2 separate regions of the Pan troglodytes genome follow, and region 1 is linked to region 2. The links are chromatin contacts, called in public Hi-C maps. All regions are on one chromosome and are shown on one strand. The core of a region is the stretch at or near the end of the contact, and the rest is flanking DNA. Distances in the headings are between cores, read along the strand shown.

Evidence for each region. Hi-C and Micro-C count contacts between places; a contact is called where the count stands out from the background.
Region 1: a contact with region 2 is called in a Hi-C map of stem cell-derived neural progenitor cells, with 4 times the contacts expected there. The contact joins the promoter of EIF4E here to the enhancer-like site in region 2. A contact is called at or near these places in 1 of 7 Hi-C or Micro-C datasets (stem cell-derived neural progenitor cells) and 1 of 1 datasets of contacts at active chromatin or transcription factors (stem cell-derived excitatory neurons).

What each region holds. Positions count from the first base shown.
Region 1 is chr3:100,362,679-100,365,378 of NHGRI_mPanTro3-v2.0_pri, forward strand. EIF4E (eukaryotic translation initiation factor 4E) reads right to left here and starts at 1,370. Exons shown (of 7, transcript NM_001246470.1): 1 at 417-1,370. The coding sequence starts at 434. LOC104006140 (a long non-coding RNA gene) reads left to right here and starts at 702. Exons shown (of 7, transcript XR_008547570.2): 1 at 702-782.
Region 2 is chr3:99,903,876-99,906,575 of NHGRI_mPanTro3-v2.0_pri, forward strand. No RefSeq gene overlaps it. Among named protein-coding and RNA genes, the nearest start is that of TSPAN5, 180 kb to the right of the region's middle. Within about 2 kb of position 1,341, at least 8 of the 24 cell types and tissues checked have an H3K27ac peak or open chromatin away from gene starts, as enhancers often do. A contact at or near this core is called in stem cell-derived neural progenitor cells, where this site is marked.

The DNA.
Region 1 (2,700 bases), core at 120-2,619, 460 kb after region 2:
CTCCATCTCACTCCAGGCCGGCTCGCCGCCCACCCTGCCTGCGGATCCCAGTACTCGCTGGGAGCCGGCCCCGCGCCTTCCTATCATGAAGACACCATCCCCGCATACCCAGCCCAGAACCCCAGCTACCCTCCACCCTGTAGACACCTCGCGGTTCCGCAGGAGGCGCCACGCCGCCCCTCCCCCACACCGCTCCCCCAGTTCTCGGGCCCCCACCAGAAAGTGTGCGCTACACGCCGCCTCGGCCAGCCTCCGGGACGTCCCCACTTGTCCGCGGGAGGTCAGGTCCAACATGAGGGGGAGGGGGCGGCAAGGGGTACAGTGCGCGCCGGGAACGCCGTCCCGCGGAGTCCCCCAGTCAGAAGGAAGACAGAGCGCGGGGACCCGTGGGGGTGGGGGCCAAAGGCAATACTCACCGGTTCGACAGTCGCCATCTTAGATCGATCTGATCGCACAACCGCTCCAGAAGGGGGGGTAAGAGGAAAAAAATGAGATTCAAACCGGATTGGCCAGCTTCTGGCCACGTGACGGATATGTCCGTTTGGCCCTGGCGGCGCCTGCGCAAGACTGCGGCTGCGTGAGTAACGAGAGGCTTCTGGGAAGTGGAGTCTCTCCCCCACCTTTTTTTTTTTTAAGGTAAAGAAATTTTTTTTAAAAAGGACTGGTCACGTGGCCGATGGGTAGGGTGCGCGGTTCTCAACGCGGCGGACACTCGCTTGCTGGAGGGTGGTTTCAGTCCTCTGCTCTTCCGCCTGGATAGCTGCGGTCACACTTACTGCCAGGCAAGCCTACTCTGCCCTTTGTCGCCCTGTCCTCCCATCTTCCCCGGAAGGTTGGGAACTGCAGGCTCAGCACACACAATAAGGCTTCATTTGCTTAGTTGAGGTCCCAGGACAAGTTGCCTGTGTGTTTATTTAGTTTTCTTTTGATCTCCCACCATTTTCTCTTAGTTTCAAAAAGAGGCGGCGATGCAGAGTCGTTTAGGCAATCAGCCCTCCCACGTCCCCTGGCTCAGCTAATGCTGGTGGTCATTCGTTGCCATTTCTGCGAAAGGGGACGGACGGAACCGCCCGCAGTACTCGCTTGCCACCGGCTGGACGAGGGGGAGGGACGACAGCTTTTACTGTCCCAAATCCTGAGATTAAGACCTCAGGGCTAAATCTTGCGTGGCGGTAAAAATTATTTGGAAGTTCTGTGCAACCGTTCCAATATTCCGCTTTTACGTGCACGGAAATAGCCTAAGTCCAGATGCCAGCCAGGGAAGCCACTCCGGGCCCCGCTGACTAAGCCCTGGACTGATGGTCTGGAGTCTTTAGGCCGGGTCAACTATGACTCTTGACGTTGACTCATTCTCCTTAGGCGAGTGACTTAATCGCTCGGCGTCTCAGCTTTTTTATTTATGAACCAAAGGTGATGATACACTTACCTCACAAGGGTGTGCTTTGTAATGACTGTAACCGGCTTTGAAAATGCATCGGACTCTAGAAATGATTCATAATAAGCAGCTGCGTGCCTTCCTAAAGATCAAGTGCTTCTGCTTTTTTTTTTTTTAGCAAAGTTTAAATTTTTTTCTGTTTACTTTGTTTGATTATGATGTACACCAGTGTAGTTTTAAATGTTCAAGACCTTTTTTTTTCCTTTACAACTGCAGCTGCCCTCAATAGAGGCTTTAACGTTCATGAAATTATTGTTATGCTCACAACAATCACTGGCAATCAGAAATTTGTCCCCACACTGGCATCCTACATTTCCTTTCCCTCTAAGATACTGTGCTATCATTTCTCAAGACCATGTTTTTTGCACAGTTTGGCTACTAATAACAACAAATAGAGATGAAGAAATCTAGTAGACTCCTAAGGTTCTAATGAAGAAGACACTGTCTCATTACTATTTCCCATGCTTTTAAATAATGTTGACACCAGGAAAAGGAGTGTATGCAGGCTGCCTGTGCCTGTCTGCTTATAGTGTTAATGAGGTCCAGAGCTGTGTCATACCTATTATTGAGTACATAATGGATGCTTGAGTTGACTAACACATAATTGAGGCTGTATGAGAACTCAAAGCCATTGCCTGTTCATATGTTTTGGTTTACCTGAATATCAGAAGTGATTAATGAAAGCTTTTGTCTAGTGGGCTTAGCTCTACTAGGTTTTAAAGTAGATAGAATTAACAAGCCAGGCGCAGTGGCCCACGCCTGTAATCCCAGCCCTTTGGGAGGCCAAGGTGGGCGGATCACCTGAGGTCAGGAGTTCGAGACCAGCCTGACCAACATGGTGAAACCCTGTCTCTACTAAAAATACAAAAATTAGCCAGGCATAGTGGCACCTGCCTGTAGTCTCAGCTACTCAGGAGGCTGAGGCAGGAGAATCACTTGAACCTGGGAGGTGGAGGTTGCAGTGAGCCAAGATCCCGCCACTGCACTCCAGTCTGGGCGACACAGCGAGACTCCATTTCCAAAAAAAAAACATAATGATAATAAACGGATAAGTGGATTTCTACTTACAGAGACTATCTACTGTTACTTAGACTATCCAAAATAATTCTGTTGACCGCGTTGTTATTTTCTGCTGGTTAGAAGTGGTGTCAGGTTACCTTCTTTGAAGAGAAAAAGACAGCATAGATGTCCTATTTTCCCCTTCCCCACCCTTCCCCACCCTTCCTCTCCCTTCCCCACCCTTCCCCTCCCTTCCCTTCCCTTCT
Region 2 (2,700 bases), core at 91-2,590:
TCTGTTGCTCAGGCTGGAATGCAGCAGTGCAATCATGGCTCACTGCAGCCTCCATCTCCTAGGCTCAAGCAATCCTCCCACCTCAGCCTCCAACATAGCTGGAATTATAGGCTTGTGTCACCATGTCCACCAATTAGAAAAATTTTTTGTAGGGAGACGGTCTCACTATGTTGCCCAGGCTAGTCTCAAACTCCTGGGCTCAAGCCATCCTCAGGGTGAGTCTATAAAGTGAAAGCAAATTTATTAACAAAAAAAAAGGAATAAAAGAATGGCTACTCCATAGACAGAGGAGTTCTCAGGGTTGCCAATTGCCCATTTTTATGGTCATTTTTTGATGATGTGCTAAACGAGGGGTGGATTAGTCATGTCTCCCTTTTCTAGACCATGTAGGGTAACTTCCTGACATTGCCATGGCATTTGTAAACTGTCATGGCGTTGGTGGGAGTGTAGCAGTGAGGACGACCAGAGGTCACTCTCATCGCCATCTTGGTTTTTGTGGGCTTCTTTACTGCAACCTGTTTTATCAGCAAGGTGTCTATGACCTGTGTCTTGTGCCAACCTTCTATCTTGTCCTGTGACTTAGAATGCCTAGCCATCTGGGAATATAGCCCAGTAGGTTTCAGCCTCATTTTACCCAGGTCCTATTCACAATGGAGTTGTTCTGGTTCAAACGCTTCTGACAAGACCAAAGCAAAATCCAGGTGATTCACACTGGTGGTATGTATGCATATATGTGTGTATTTCTAAGTACAGTGTGTAGAAGTAACACACTGGTGGTTTTAGAAGAAATATAAAGATGTTCTATTCCTTGTTTCTGGAGAGTTGCTCATTTTGAAGAGGAATTGAAGTGCAAACCAGGGTCCTGGGGCCTTTTGTCACAAAAACCTCTGAAGTTCCAATGGAGGGTGGTGTTCCCTGGGAGGGAGGGTGCAGAGCATTGTCCTCCCAGCCCCATTGAGGACACCTTTAGGACAGTGCCTCTGCCTGGAAGATGAGCAGCTTTAGGCAGTCACCATCGTCGTCTAGAAACCACATTTGAAAACTGGTGGGAGGACAAGGCCCAGCTCCATCCTGCCGTGATAAACTCCCAGCAGCAAGATCCTAAGCAGGATAGATGGTGATGGGAGCAAAACGTCCTGTTCTCTTATCTTTCCAAAACAAGCCTTGCCATTTTCAGGAGCGTGTAAAGGAAATAAAACACCTACCTGCCCTAAGCAGGCAACATAAGCTGTGTACCTTCAAGTTTCTCCAAAGCACAAGCGCCTCTGAACATACAGTGTTTTTATCCCTGAACTATTCCAACTCCAGACCGGAGTGGTTTTACGCGGTCGACACTAGAGGGCAGGCCATTAAAACGTTCCCGTTCAAACGAGTTGCTCTGCAAATGCAAGAGCTGACACCGCACCTGAAGGTCCGCTCCGTATCCGAAAAGTAGCTTTCCCCCACGGAGAATGCAAGCGTGCGTTCGGTATGGGGCAAGAGCGTGGGAAGCCTGCTACTGCTTTCCTTTCGGGGCATATTTACAGTGAAAGCCCGTGAACTCGCCTGCTCTTCCCTTAGATTTACTTTACTTGGGAATTCCTAGAAGTGGAAAAATAAATCACAATGGCCAGTGCGGGTCCCCAGAGGTTTAGCCCCGGCTAATGGATAACAGGAAGGGACTAAATCAGCCTCCTCTCACCAGTGGCAAGTTTACAAGAGAACCACTCAGCATGAAAACGCCAAAGCAAGCTGTACTTAATCCCTCAAGAAGTTCTAAAAACTGTAATTTTATTAAGTTAGAAACAGGGTCTTCCTCCGCCAACCAGGATGGAGTGCAGTGGTGCGATCATACTTCACTCCTGGGCTCAAGCTGTCCTCCTGCCCCAGCCTCCAGAGTCGCTGGGAGTACAGGTGCATGACGCCAGGTCTAGCTAATTAAAAAAAATTTTTTTTTCATTTTTTTAAGACACAGGGTCTTGCTATGTTGCCCAGGCTAATCTTGAATTCCTGTCCTCAAGCAATCATCCTGCTTTGGCCTCCCAAAGTGCTGGGATTACAGGTGTGAGCCACCTTGTCTGGCCTAAAACTGTAATTTTATAAACTCTTTGTGGCAAACACCTCCAAACAAAAAGGCTCGGGTGAGTCTAAGGATGGCTTTGCTCCAAGTTCAGAGTTTGGCTTCTCTGCCGTGCTCCCTGCCCCCACCCACCCCCCCACCCCCATCTGACTGCCTTGTCTGTTATCATGTGTAGATTTTCTATGGATTTTATTGTGTCATCATGATAAAGCCAATGTTAATGTATTTTTCAGGCAAATGCTGCATTTTCCTCCTCACTCAAAGACTAGGCTTCTCACTCTGGAATTGGGCAGCACCTAGAAGCAGCCCCATGGCCTCACTGGAGAGAGCTCTGGCCATGAAACCCTGCTGGCCAGCGTTTATAGAGGGCTTCCCAGTTCTTCATTGGAGGTCTAAACAGGATTTCCCTAGAGAAGGAGGGCTTCGTGGAATAAATGACAAAGGGAGTTGGGGTGGCCTGCCAGGTCACTGGGCTCCAGCTCCTCATTGTTCAGCCCACAGGCTTCCCAGGGCGCCTGTCCAAGCCAGCCGGAAACAGGCGAAACTGCAAAATCACTCCATTCCTGCCCACACAAACACGGGGAAATGAATGATCACTTTGCACAAGAAACCTCCAAGAGACACTTTAAGGATCCCCTTGA